Regions from separate parts of the Macaca mulatta genome. Here all the other regions are linked to region 2. Evidence: chromatin contacts called from public Hi-C data. All regions are on one chromosome and are shown on one strand. The core of a region is the stretch at or near the end of the contact, and the rest is flanking DNA. Distances in the headings are between cores, read along the strand shown. Region 1 holds the start of LMO2 (LIM domain only 2). Region 2 holds the start of ABTB2 (ankyrin repeat and BTB domain containing 2). Region 3 holds the start of NAT10 (N-acetyltransferase 10).

Evidence for each region. A called contact is a pair of places that touch in the nucleus more often than the background predicts.
Region 1: a contact with region 2 is called in a Hi-C map of fetal cortical plate, with 2.8 times the contacts expected there. The contact joins the promoter of LMO2 here to the promoter of ABTB2 in region 2. A contact is called at or near these places in 3 of 14 Hi-C or Micro-C datasets (fetal cortex germinal zone, fetal cortical plate and liver).
Region 3: a Hi-C map of liver shows a contact between it and region 2, with 8 times the contacts expected there. The contact joins the promoter of NAT10 here to the promoter of ABTB2 in region 2. A contact is called at or near these places in 4 of 14 Hi-C or Micro-C datasets (cortical neurons, fetal cortex germinal zone, fetal cortical plate and 1 more).

Annotation. Positions count from the first base shown.
Region 1 is chr14:31,411,093-31,415,482 of T2T-MMU8v2.0, reverse strand. LMO2 (LIM domain only 2) reads right to left here and starts at 2,303. Exons shown (of 4, transcript NM_001266207.1): 1 at 2,162-2,303; 2 at 1,813-2,038. The coding sequence starts at 2,168.
Region 2 is chr14:30,912,354-30,916,548 of T2T-MMU8v2.0, reverse strand. ABTB2 (ankyrin repeat and BTB domain containing 2) reads right to left here and starts at 1,648. Exons shown (of 17, transcript XM_015114548.3): 1 at 359-1,648. The coding sequence starts at 1,241.
Region 3 is chr14:31,173,952-31,178,433 of T2T-MMU8v2.0, reverse strand. NAT10 (N-acetyltransferase 10) reads left to right here and starts at 3,052. Exons shown (of 29, transcript XM_015114550.3): 1 at 3,052-4,169.

The DNA of each region.
Region 1 (4,390 bases), core at 1,054-3,553, 500 kb before region 2:
ACCTGAGTATCATTTCAGCCTGGATTTCTGGGATAATCATAACAATTTCTAAGGGGGTGGAGAATGTGCTGCTGCAATTTCTCAACTAGCTTGTCCCTCTTTGATCAGAAACTATCTTCGCTGGGCAAATAGTGAAGTGAAGGAAGGAGCTGGTGAGCCTCCAGCAGTAGATACCTGCTGTGTTAGGAAGTTAGGATGTTTCAGTTTTCTAACCTCAGTGAAAAAGCACAAACTTTGAAAGACGCAAACTTCCTTCAGGGAAATGAAACCTTCAGATTTACCTTCTATTGAAAGGATTAGTGACTAAATTCTGCTGATCAAAAAGGCATGAGGCACCAATTCATCCAATTCACTCCCTTATTGTGTTACTATGATCTTGCCCAGTCTCTGAAACTCAAAGCTCAGTTGTAATTTTAAGTTTATTTTTTAAAAAGTGATCAAACCACCCTTTAAACCCATTGTTGACATAAACATACTTTTAAAAAGAAATGTTATTTTTCTCCTGAGAATTTGTTGAAGGAAGTGGGGGTTTTTGCTACAACAAACCTAGCTCATTACAGAACTGGTGTCTTAACCTTCAAGACGGAATAGTGATGTTTATATTCTCATTGGATGGTGGTACTTCCTGTGTTTTATGAGAACATGCTGAGCTTTTATGCTGCTAACTGAGGGTAAAACCCAGGTAAATAAACACCATAGAAAGCCGAAATTGAAGGGTGTATGTGTGTGTGTGTGCGGTATTTCAAGCAGGAAAGCACAATTCTTTTAAACCAGGAAAAGAAAAAACAAAACAAATGTCTCTTAAAAGCACAAATGGACAAGTCATTAACCAGCTCCTTTGGTCTTGTGTAACAAATCCCTTCAAAGGATTAGAGGGGGACTTCAAAGGAATAAAAATTCTCAAAACCAGACAGCTAATGACTCTTAAAAGGGCATTTGCGTTGACAGGAAAATGATATCTTAAACACCCCTTGCTACCCATGTTAACACTAAAGAATTGGTGAGAGATAGAAAAACATTCCAAACCAGTACGAGGCTCAGAAAACAGATGCGGTCAATGCTCATTAGAGCTCTGGTTCCCTGACCCCAAACCCTTTTGAGACTATGCTAGAAACTACGAGACTCTACTCCCTAGAAGAATTCACCTGTACACAAAATGGTGCATTAACTTTCGAGGTTCACAGGCCCCCATCGGTGGACCCCGAGGAGGGCTACACGTACTCAGATTTACTCCGGATTTCGCTGCTCTAGAAAGCCCCGGAGGCCCAGAGCCAGCTCCGAGGTGGACGGTCGGACCCCTCACCCGCCCGTTACCCGCGCGGCTGGCAGCGGCTCCACCTGCGGACCGGGAAGGCGGCCGCTGGGGACCCTGGAGGCCTCCACTTGGAATGTTCCCCTTTCCAAGACCAAATGGACAAAGAGAAAGGGCCGAGAAGGAGAGGTGAGAAGGGAGCCGAGTCAAGCACGGAACGCTCTCCCGACTGCACCTGCACGCCGCCAGGCTCCCCTTGTGCCTGCTCCCGTGCAAACTTTCTGGCCCGCGGTGGCTTTAGGCAGCGTCCTGATAGCCTGGAGTGGCCCGCAGAGGCGCCGAGCCGACCCCTCTCCCTGCCGCCCACCGCCCAGTCCCTCTCCCAGCGCCCCCGAAGTCACCCGGGAGGAAGAGGGAGCCCAGCGCTCCGCACAGGGGGCCAAGAGCACGCCGCAGGCGCGCACCTGGAGTCCCCTCGAGGGCCGCCCGGGTCCCCCAGCCGCTCCGGGACGCGAGGCCGTGGACACCGGGGGTGGCAGGGGCAGGGGCGCCGCACTTACTCTGAAGGGTCCAGGCTCTTCCTTTCGATGGCCGAGGACATTGGGGAGGGAGGCGGCGTGCCGGGCGGCAGGGGCGCTCCCTTTGTGGCGCGGGGCTGGCCGGCTGCCGGGGCTCGGACCCCCTCGGGTGCTCGGGCGCCGCCGCCGCCGCTCCTGCGCCTCCGCTTGCTCCGGCGCTCCGGCGGCGAGCTCGCCCCTCCGCGCTCAAGGACAGTCACCGCGCTCCCTTCAAATGCCAAAGAGAGAGAGCGAATCACCGGGCTGCGGGCGCGCCGCGGCCGAGGCGGGGGCCGGGGCGCGCAGCCTGGCCCCGGGCGGCTGCAGCTGCTGCTGCTGCTCAGGACTTAACCTTCCATCCCGGTCCCGCCGCCTCCGCCGCCCGGTCCCTCTCGCGCGCTGTCGCCGGCTCCGCGCCGCCCGCGGGGATGGTGCACGCCCGCCCGGCCGCCCCGAGCCCCTCGCACCTTCGGCCCGGGTAGCGGGCGCTGCTCGCCGCGGAGGGCAGAACGGGGGCGGCGGCCTGGGGGCGGGGAGGGGACTGTGCGTCTCTCCCCGGGCTTCCTCCTCTCTCGGGAAGGTCTATTTTCGCTCAGCTTCCCTCTGTCTCTGGTTTCATTTCCTTTTTCCTGATCACGATTCAAATACAATAGAAGGAAATCACATTTAAAGAGACAGCTGCCCGGTTCCCCCACCTCCCCTTTTTTCTTCTTCTGTTTTTTTTTTTTTTTTTTTTTAAACGGGGCTCCTGGGGATTAGCAATACAAACAGCAGCATCAGGACTGACTTGGCTTCTTAAAGGGGCCAGTGTCGGGGACGGGGAGATCCGCTCAGCTAACACCTCTCCTTGGAGAGGAGGCTGGGCAGCCACTAAATAATTCTTCAGGGCTTCCCCCCTTCAGCCTTTCCCTTTTGGTTTAACTAAGGCAGAAAGTAACCCACGAACAGCTCGAGCAAGCAAGAAAAAACAAGAATGTGAAATAAGCACCTACAGAAATGCAAGTGTTCCGAGTGGATTTTGAGCCCGTCCCAGGTTCGAGATCCCAGGTCCACGGACGCCGAGCACCGGGATGCCCCGGACAGCGCGGCTCTGCGGGCTACCGGCTGCGGGCTCCAGGCTGCGGCCGCGCTCTGCAGAGGCGATGGTGGTGCGCGAGCCGGGACTGCACGGGCTGGGGACGCCTGAGCAGAGTCAGGGCAGCTAATCCCAGAGGGAGGGTGGCTGGGAGGGACTTCGTGGGGCCAGGGCTCCTCTCAGTCGGCTGGTGTCAGAATCCCCTCCCTCAGCACCTTTCAGAGAGCGGACTCCTGCGGTTAAACTGCCCCCCATGTAAAGTGCCAGTAGTACCCCGACCAGAGAAAGTGTTTTTCCAGTGATCCAGAACAGTATTAGGGAGATTATTTTGCCCTGGGTCAGGCACAGAGAAAGAAGGCGGACTTGATTTGGGGTTTCAGGCTTCCCCTCTCAGCCTCCTTCTAGAAAGAGGTAGGAACACAGAGGGTAAGAGAGGGGAGGCCAATAGTCTGCCCTTCCATGGAGAAAACGTTTGTCTCTCCTGGGCCTCAGAGGTCCTTGAAAATATCTGCGTTCAGAAACTGAAAGGCCTATTTGTGCGTGATGCCAGTCACTAAGGCTTGCAAAGAGGGAACGTACTTTCAGGATCCATAGTTTTATATGATCAGTCTGGATCATAGGCATACATTTTTGTTCCCATTTTCAAGATGGCACATGGGCCTGGATGAGCTCACCCTGAAAGATGGTAGTTGAAGTCAGAAGTGAATCCCTGAGTGCTTCATTTTCCCTGTTCAGAGCCAAAGCTTCATGACTTGTTACAAGTATAACCATAGTTTACTACTGCCTACATGCTTTTGTCATTTTCTGGTCCCTGTGTCCCAAGGCTTGGGTCCCTCATGGGTATAATCAAAAGCTGTGTGTGTGTGTGTGTGTGTGTGTGTGTGTGTGTGTGTATCTCAAAGAAAGCCTTAAGAGCAAATTTTTGTCCAAGTGGAGCCTTCAGTATACAAAAAGACTTTTTTACGGCTGTGCTTGGTGGCTCATGCCTGTAATCCCAGCACTCTGGGAGGCCCAGGCTAGCCTGAGCAACACAGTGAGCCCCCATTCCTACAAAAAAGAAAAAAGAAAAATAATTAGCTGGGTGTGGTGGTGCTTCCCTGAAATCCTAGCTACTCAGGAGGCAGAGGTGGGAGGATTGCTTGAGCCCAGGACGTTGAGGCTGCAGTGAGCCATGATCGCACCACTGCCCTCCAGTCTGGGGAACAGAGTGAGACCCTGTCTCAAAAAAAAAAAAAAAAAAAAAGTTTTTTTTTTTTTTTCCCAATAGACCCTTGTTTTTAATCTAAAAAATAAAATTCTTAGAATTTTAGGCAAGCCGAAACTATGTGATAAATATGTAACCTACCACACTACCACACTACTTTCATTTCTAACAGAAATGAAAATAAACATATAGGTTGTGATGAACAGTTTACCTACTTTAACCAGTCAATGTGGTGGTTAAATGCTGGAATTTTGGAACCCAACTGCCTGGGTTTGATTTAGACTCTTGAAACGTATCAGCTA
Region 2 (4,195 bases), core at 399-2,898:
TAGAGATCTAGTTAAGCACGGCAAAGAGCCACGGGGCAGTAAGTTTCACTTCAAGAGAGGTTCAGGAATGGCTTGGTCAAGAGATTCAATCTCACCCAATCAATGAACGGCCCGCAGATAGTAACAATGCCACGCAGCACAGGATGTAGATCATTCACGAGTTTGCCCTCCAAAAGTCAGTTACCCTTAGAACAATCTCTGACAAGTGACATTTAATGAACCCTATCCTCAGACCCAACGCTTTCTCCCAAAGTACTGGCACAGCCACCAGCTTTGTCTCAGGAAATTCACTCCCCCAGTAGCCCAGGGCGGGATTTCTTGCCTACCCAGTCTGCCAGTCCGAGGCCCGCGCGCTTACCATTGGCGTTCTTGCCGCAGATGAGATGCTCATAGGGCTGCAAGACGCCCCAGAGCTCGGCGTCGTTGTTGATGACCATCTCCAGGGCCTCAGCAGACACCTCCCCGCCTCCGGCCCCTCCGCCATCAGGGCTCTGGCTGGCCATCACCCTGGCTCGGATCTCCTCCACCAGGTTCTCCATACAGGCGGTGAGCGAGATGGCCGCGTACTCATGGATGCGTACGGAGATTCGGGTGTCCACCATCCAGCGGAAAAAGCGGCCCACTGAGAAGGTGAGGCCGCAGCGCGCGGACTTGCCCCGGCGCAGCCCGTCTCCGGCGCTCATGCTGTACAGGGACAGCGCCTTGACGGCTGCCAGCGCGCAGCTCTCCGCCAGAGCCCAGCTGTGCACCAGGCGCACGGCGCTCTGCACCTCAAAGCGGGTGCACTTGGCGTGCAGCACGCTCAGGCGCTGCGCCTCGCGGGCCACGCGGATCAGAGCCCTACGGAGCAGCCCGGCCAGGCGCCTCACCGCCTCGGCGGAGAACTGGGGCAGCCGCCGACCGCCCGCACCTTTGCGGAGCACCCGGGCCACGTCTCCCTCGGTCCAGGGGAACTCCTCCAGCTCCGGGAGCCGCGGGCAGCGCGAGAAGAGGTCGGCCACTTCGGGGTCCTCGGGCAGCACCGTGTTCACCGTGTCCCAGCTGTTGTGGCGGCTGTTCATGGAGCCGGAGTAGCACCACCAGGCCGCCCCGCGGTGCTGCTGCGCCGAAGAGTTGAGCGCCTGCGAGTTGGACTTGGAGGACGAGAGGCTGAGCGAGCGGCACGAGTCCCCGGCCCCATACCCGGAGTCCAAGGTCAAGTCCTCCAGCGTCTTCAGAGTCGAGCTGTACGTCCCGGCCATGGGGAGCCTGCCGCGGGCGGCGTCGCCGAGCGAGCGAGGGGCGCTCACAACTCCATGCGCTCTTCCCCAAGTGGGCAGAAACAAGCTCTAGGCTCTCCGAGCCACCCTCTTTCCTCTCTGTGCCGCGGGGCTCGGCGGCCGCATTGCCAGCCCGGAGGCCGCGGGAAGGCGGGCGAGATCCGTGGCCAGCCGGAGCCCCACGCTCCTGGCGTCCCGACTCGAAGCTGTCACTGGAAAGATCCTCGCCGCTCCCCCTCGGCACTCCCCCTTGTCTACCTCTAATTCCCACAAGCGGAGCGTCAGTCCTCCACAGAGAAGGACTCCCGGGAGAACAGGGCGGCGGCGAAGGGCGCAGGGCGCAGCGCGAGTCCGGGACCAGCCGGCGAGAAAGCGCTCGGCAAACTTCTGCTCGGCGCCGGCCGGCGGCACAGCTGGGTACCAGGCTGCGTCCGACATGCAAATAACCTCGGGCAGCTCACCAATCACCGGCCGCGATGGGCGGGGATGCACCAATGATCTTCGAGGGGGCGGTCACTATGCAGATTTCACTTTGCCTTGGGTGAAACCCCGCGGCGGCGGAGGCGGGGCTGGAGGCGGAGGGCCGGGCACGCGGCTGGGATGGGGGTGGAGATGGAGGTGGGGATGGGGGGTGGGGGGGTGGGGGTGGGGGGTGGGTTGGGGGGATGGGGGGTGGGTTGGGGGGGTGGGGGGTGGGTTGGGGGGGTGGGGGGTGGGGGGTGGGGGGTGGGGGGTGGGGGTGGGGTGGGGGAGGGGGAAGGGCGAGCCAGCGAACTGGGAGGTGGAGGTGGAGACGGGAAAGCAGCGGTCGAAACCATAGCTCCGGAGCTCACGATTTAAAGAAAAATGCAAAGGAAAAGCTACAGAGCGCTGCCACCTTCCCGCAGCCCAGGCTTTGGGCGTTCGCTGCTCGCTTTGGAACCCTTCTCAGCCAGGCGTTCCGGGGTGGGGGCCAGGAGAATGGGGAGGGCCCCAGCCAGGCGCTCCACCTCTCCTCCACCTTCGGCCAGGCCCCTCCCGCAATCCGAAATGAAACGCTGGCTGTGTTTGGAGGGAGGAGGGACGTCCCTGCCTCTCTTCCCAAGTCCGTCTGGCTTCTTTGCGCGGCTGTCTAGGCTCCAATCAGGACAGAATTTCTTAACCTGGGATCTGATCAATGGACGGGCCCCAGAAAGCCTGTGAGTGCCTCCGCCCATTTGTAGTTTCACCTGCCCTTTTCTGAGTGCTACTATGGGGAGGAGGCCCCAACTTTTGTCAGATTCTCGAGAGTATCCATGAGTTTTCTGTTACCGCTGTGTGACGATACCACTTGCTGTCAGGTGGATCCTTTTTGTCCGAGGTAGAGAGTGTTCTTACAGGAAGAATGAGAAGAAGGTGGCAGAGCGGTCCCTAGCCCTGGGTTCCGCTCGGAACACCTAGCTGGATGCAGGTGTTCGCCTCCTAACGCGTGCTGGTGGGCGAGCCGTATGCCCCCGCGGGACCCAGTTCCGCCGGGGTACAATGAGTGGCTGACCTCCAGGCAGCGCCAGTGCCAACTTACCGCGGGGCGGGTGTCCCCAAGCGGTCCGCCAGAGCTCTGTAAGTTCAGCACTCCCATGCCCGGTCCAGGCACGTCCCGCCGCTGCCCTGTGGCTACTCACACGCACGTGCGCGAACGGACCTGTGCCCCCTCCACGGGAACCGCAGACTCAAAGCGGGGATTGTGCGTTCGCTCTTCTCAAGTCAGCCTCCCCGACTCCTGAATGGCTCCTTTGTGTTGCATTTTACACAGTTCTGACCTTGGGCTGTGAGTTGGATATGAACTAGAAATGTCTGGTTTGTCTCTTTCCTTCTGAAATTAATGGCCTTTACCCCCGGCGAAACTGCTTTTTATTTGGCAATTTCGCCTAATTTTGCCTTTCCACGGGTCTTTATTTATGCAACATCGCCGCCCGATGGTTAGAATTGGGAACAGAGTCAAAGATGGAAGTACTGTAATATCAAAGACACAAGTCAGCAGAGATCAAATTAACAAAGGAGAACACAGTCACACTTTACAGACGTGAGATTAGAAGTTAAAGTAGGCAATGAGGTCCAACTTGTCAAAAATACAAAAGTAAATTTTATGCAATTTAAAACTTTATTGGGTAAATGTAATATTAAAGGCAATGTCGCCCTCTAATGGATATATTTAAAGAATTTCAGAAAGATTTCCCCGCCCCGCCTTTTCTTCGTTGTGCGCACCCATCAAACATAAAGAAAATTACCCAACTGGAAATTTACAACGGGGAACTTACTGAATGAAAGGTTATTTGAGGAATCATCTGGAGTATTTCTGGGGGGAAAAGAGCATATGGGATTTATATTAATATATTCAAATTACTTGATGACTTAAAGTGTAGATAAACGTGCCTCCAACTGAATCTGAGAATCCTGTGAATGTTGACCTGCACCAGGAAGATATATTCTGCAAAATTCAGCCATGGGAAATGCTGCTCAACAAACAACTGAGTTTCTTTAATAAGTTTCAAGGAAAGAAAGAGATGGAGAGAAAATCTATAATTTAAAAAGACTTAAAAGACATGATAACCAATTACAAGGTGTGGAACTTCTTTGCATTTTGAATTTGTTTTAAAAAGTCAAACATTTGACTTTATGAAACCATTAGGAACACTGCCTCGATGTTTGCTCTTAAAAAATAACTTTTTTTTTTTGATGTGGTAATGGTAGTGTGATTATGTTTATCAAATGTTCTTATCTTTTAGAGACACAGGGTGAAATAAGTGTTTTGTAGCCCACAGGAGTTGGCTTCCTCAAGGAAAAAAGGAAGAAAAATCCTCATGGAAAAATCTGCTAAAGGGACTAGGAAGTTAGGAAAGACTGTAGATAGATCTCTTGTCTTTCAAATTTTCCTCAGTCATCTAGTCAACCTGAGGACTGGAGGAATCAAGTAAACT
Region 3 (4,482 bases), core at 1,803-4,302, 260 kb before region 2:
TTAATTGATTGTAAGTTAGATTTCACAGAATCAGTATTGCCCTTCATCTTGTCCTTTTTATGGAGTTAATGGGGAGGAAAACCCCTCAGGAAAATGAAAGTAAATTGTTAAGGCTCATACCTTTTTCCATTTTGAATTCTACAAAAGTTCTGGAAAAGACTAGTGAATGTTTAAAATTACATTAGATTAAATTCTATGAAAGCCTGGTTTTCTCACTGTCCTTGAACGAAGTCTGCTTAAGTTGTTAAAAACCATCCAGCAAAAGCTATAAGTGAAGAATTGCTACTGGTATGAGGAGAGGAAAAGGTTTATATAAGAAATCTGATAGCCTCATCTTCTAATACACTTCTCAGCCTCTACTACTAATATCCTACTTTAACAAGCTGTTCTGAAGCTAATCCAGTTACGTGAGCAGTACGGCTGTTTTGAGTATAGGCAGTGGAAGATCAGCAGTTTGTTCCTGATCATCTAGCAAAGGCATTCGTGTATTGCTCATTTGGAAATACTAACTTTAAGTACTGTGTTTAATAGGCAGACACACTGTATTAAGCCACTGAATTAAGGGTTTATTCAGCAAATTAGGGTATCCTTTGCCCAGCATCATGCCAAGCACTAGGCATTTAGTGGTAACAAAAATCACTGTGGTTTCTGCTTTCATTGAACTGTCTAATCAAAGACACTGATGTGACACCAAAGTGTAGCAAATGCCATGTTGGAGCAATGTGGTAGATACTAAAGCCATGACGGAGAGTGTATATCCTAGTTAAAATGATCAGGGGAGACAACTGAAAGGGGTAATTGAGTAGATTTGAAGGGTAAGGGGTAGTAGACTAGTCAAAAGAAAGAGAGAGAAGAACATATCTAAACGTCTGATCACCAGTGACTGAAAGTACCAGGATCAAGTGGAAAGACAAAGGACTAGCAGAGTTACAGGTTAGAGAAACAGGTAAAGACTACTGTGGACAGCGTAATAGTTGCATTTCATGTTTTGTCTAAGAACAGTTGCAAAATGTTTTGTCTCTTAAAAACAGTTGCAAACTATTGAAGGTTTTAAAGCTGTGTGTTGGGCCGGGTGTGGTGGCTCTTGCCTGAAATCCCAGCACTTCGGGAGGCTGAGGCAGGGGGATCATGAGGTCAGGAGTTTGAGACCAGCCTGGCCAATATGGTGAAATCCCGTCTCTACTAAAAATACTGAAACTAGCCGGGCGTGGTGGCATGCGCCTGTAGTCCCAGCAATTCGGGAGGCTGAGGCAGAAGAATCGCTTGAACCTGGTAGGTTGCAGTGAGCAGAGATGGCGCCACTGCACTCCATCCTGGGTGACAGAGCGAGACTTCGTCTCAAAAAAAAAAAAAAAAAAAAAAAACCTGTTGTTTGGGGTGGGGATGGTGGCCCACTTAATAAAGTTGCCATTTAAATAACATTCAATGCAATGCTGAGAACAACATACGGACCAAGAGATGGTACGGAGGCTTGTTGGAGTGGTCCATGTGAGAAATAATGGATTCCAACTTAAGGTGGAGATGGGGTGGTGGTGGTGAATGGATTCTGTAGATACCCTATCTCACTGGTCACGACTCGGTATCCTTTGCTGATTTCTCCAGGCCTTGGATGTCAGACTCTCAGTATTCCAAGTCAACTCCTTGATTACCCAACACCAGTTGCTCAGAGCAAATGTTTTGGGTGCCATCTTCAATTTACTTTTATACCCTGTATCTAATCCTTAAGTGAGTTCACGTAGTTTAACTTGAATATCCAGTTATCTAATACTTTTAACCACTGCCACGACTACCATCCTAGCACAGGTGACTACAATAGCTTATAATTGTTCTCCCGTTTTCTACCGTTGCCTTCCTGTGGTTTAGTTTTTTGGCTAAGAGCCTTTTAAGAGGGCAAAGCACATTTTCTCATTTCCCTGTCCCCCACAAACTCCAGTGGTTTCTCATGATGACTAGAATTAAATTCTAAATCTGGTCCTTCACTTGCCCACTGCTTTGGCCACAGACTGCTTTGCCAGGACTTCTTCCCCATCTTGGAGCTTTTGTATGTACATCTTTGGCATGGGGGAGCATTTCACTCAGATACTGTCAGGGCTTATTCTTTATAAATTTTAGGTCCTTGTTTCATCCAGTGTCACCCCGTCCCCCGTCAGAGGCCTTCCGTGTTCGCTTCTAAAATAGTGCCCTTAGTTACTTCACTCACTGGATACTTTTGCTTAATAGCATTTAAAACAACCTAGAATTAACCACGAGGGGCAGTAACATTTTGGTCACTATCCCTTGTGAGCAGAATAGTGCATGGGCATATTGACATTTTGCTGAATGAACTAAAAAATTTCATGATGAATGTTGGATTAAATGGGTGGTGCTGCTGATGACATTAAAATTGGAAGTGTCTTATCTGGGGAAGGGGTTTGCATTCAGACATCTGCGGTATCCAGGAGGAAACATCAAGCAGTTGATAATGCTTTTTGAAGTTCAGCGATCTGCCCCAAAGTCAAGAATGCAACACGCTATGTATAGGTTGTCCTTGTAGTCATGTTCTTGGAGTTTACTGGAAGCCCAGGGGGAGTAATTTCATTTGACTTTGCAGGCCTAATGGGAGCCTGCAAAGTACAGAGGCCGCAGTCATGGGTAGATTACAGGATTCCCATCTGTAAGATCAGTACTGTGGGGGTGGAGGGACAAGCGAGACCAATAAAATAGGTCTGTCGGCCGAGTTTCCTCAACTTACGGGGATCGGTTAAATTGAGCACAGATAGCTGGATCCGTCGCGTCTCGCGTACCCAGGCTGACGCTGAAAACCCTGGACCTAGTGGGCAGGCCCTGGGGGTGCGGACATCTATTTTGCCCTTCTCAGCCAAGGTACCTTAGTTCGGATATGATGAGCGTGAAGAGGCAAACCGCACCCAATACCCCAGCTACCGCGAGCTGTGAGACTAAAATGCGCAACCGCAGTGGACATCTAGACCCCAGCTCCGCCTCCGGTGGCTTACGTCATTACTCAGCGACAGCCTTGAGGAAGGTCCCTTCTCGCTCGCCATCGCTGCGACTGTAATGCGCTTGCGCACGTGCAGTGTACCAGTGCCTGAGAGCGGCGCGTGCCGCGGAGCCAGGCCAAGTCCGAGACCCGGTCACCAGGCATCCGCTAGGGGCAGTTAGTTGTGCCTTCTCTTTCGGAGTTGTTCCGTGCTCCCACGTGCTTCTGCTTCTCCACTGGCTGGGATCCGCCGGGCTCGGGACGCAGGTACCCAACGCGGGATGGCCGCGTATGGATGCCAAGATCGGTGTCTGTGTTCTTCCTGTCCCGAGAGGGGACCGGCCTCAGGATGAAGGCTCTGCATCCGGACGGATACCTGGCCTACGCCGACTGTCCTCCACCCCTCTTTTGGGGCGCTCCTAGATAACAGAATCACCTCTCCAATACGCAGCCGCTCTGGGCGCGTGCTTCTCGAGCATCCTCGGGGATTGCGTGGCTTGATACTCACCCGCTAAGTGCCTGTAACTGGGGAGTCGGGTTGAATGGGTGGGTGACAACACTTGCTTTCCGTGGAGCTTGCCCGCAGTGCCCGGCGGCAGCTCTAAGCTTTAAACTTAGGTAATCTGATTCCAGATCCTTCCACGTTCTTAAATCCTTCACTGTGCACATTCCTTTATACTTTTTATTCAGCAATCACATTCAGGATTTGGTTTTGTTTGCCAGTGCACCTAAAGTGGTGCCTGCCACCTAGATGTTATGTGTAGATAGATAAATGAATGAGTGAGTGAAAAATAATCATCTCCTTCAAGGCCTTCCCCATCCAGGCCTTCCATGACAGCTTCAGCCTATAGTAATCTCAGCGCTTCCTTCATCTGACCCCGCACTATAGCTGTTTTTTTTACATCTAATTTTACCTGGTTCTTGTTCCTCATCTCATTCTTTTAAATACCTTCTTCACGAAGAATGCAAGCTTGAAGTCAAGGGCCTTGTGGTACTACTTCTGGGGCTCCCACAGTAGTTAGAGCAAAAGGCAGCCCCCATTAATTAGTTGTTGATTGATTTTTGCGGGATCTTTATGTGGCCGGCAACACAGGGTTTACAAGTTGAGAAGATTGGTGAACTGGGAAGAGCTCAGGTTTTGGAGTCGGGAAGACTTGAGTGTGAATTCTGTCTCTCGTTTTTCTGCCTTGGGGTATTTGAATTCTTTATACTTTCTCCTTTACTTATAAATTGGGGTCCTTGACAGTGATTTAGTGTTTTATAATAAGACATATGCTAAAATCTGTGTTTGGATTGGAAGGTTAGAAGGGACAGTTAAAGTGTGGTAAGCTAGGCCGGGCGCGGTGGCTCAAGCCTGTAATCCCAGCACTTTGGGAGGCCGAGACGGGCGGATCACAAGGTCAGGAGATCGAGACCAGCCTGGCTAATACAGTGAAACCCCGTCTCTACTAAAAAATACAAAAAACTAGCCGGGTGAGGTGGCGGGCGCCTGTAGTCCCAGCTAC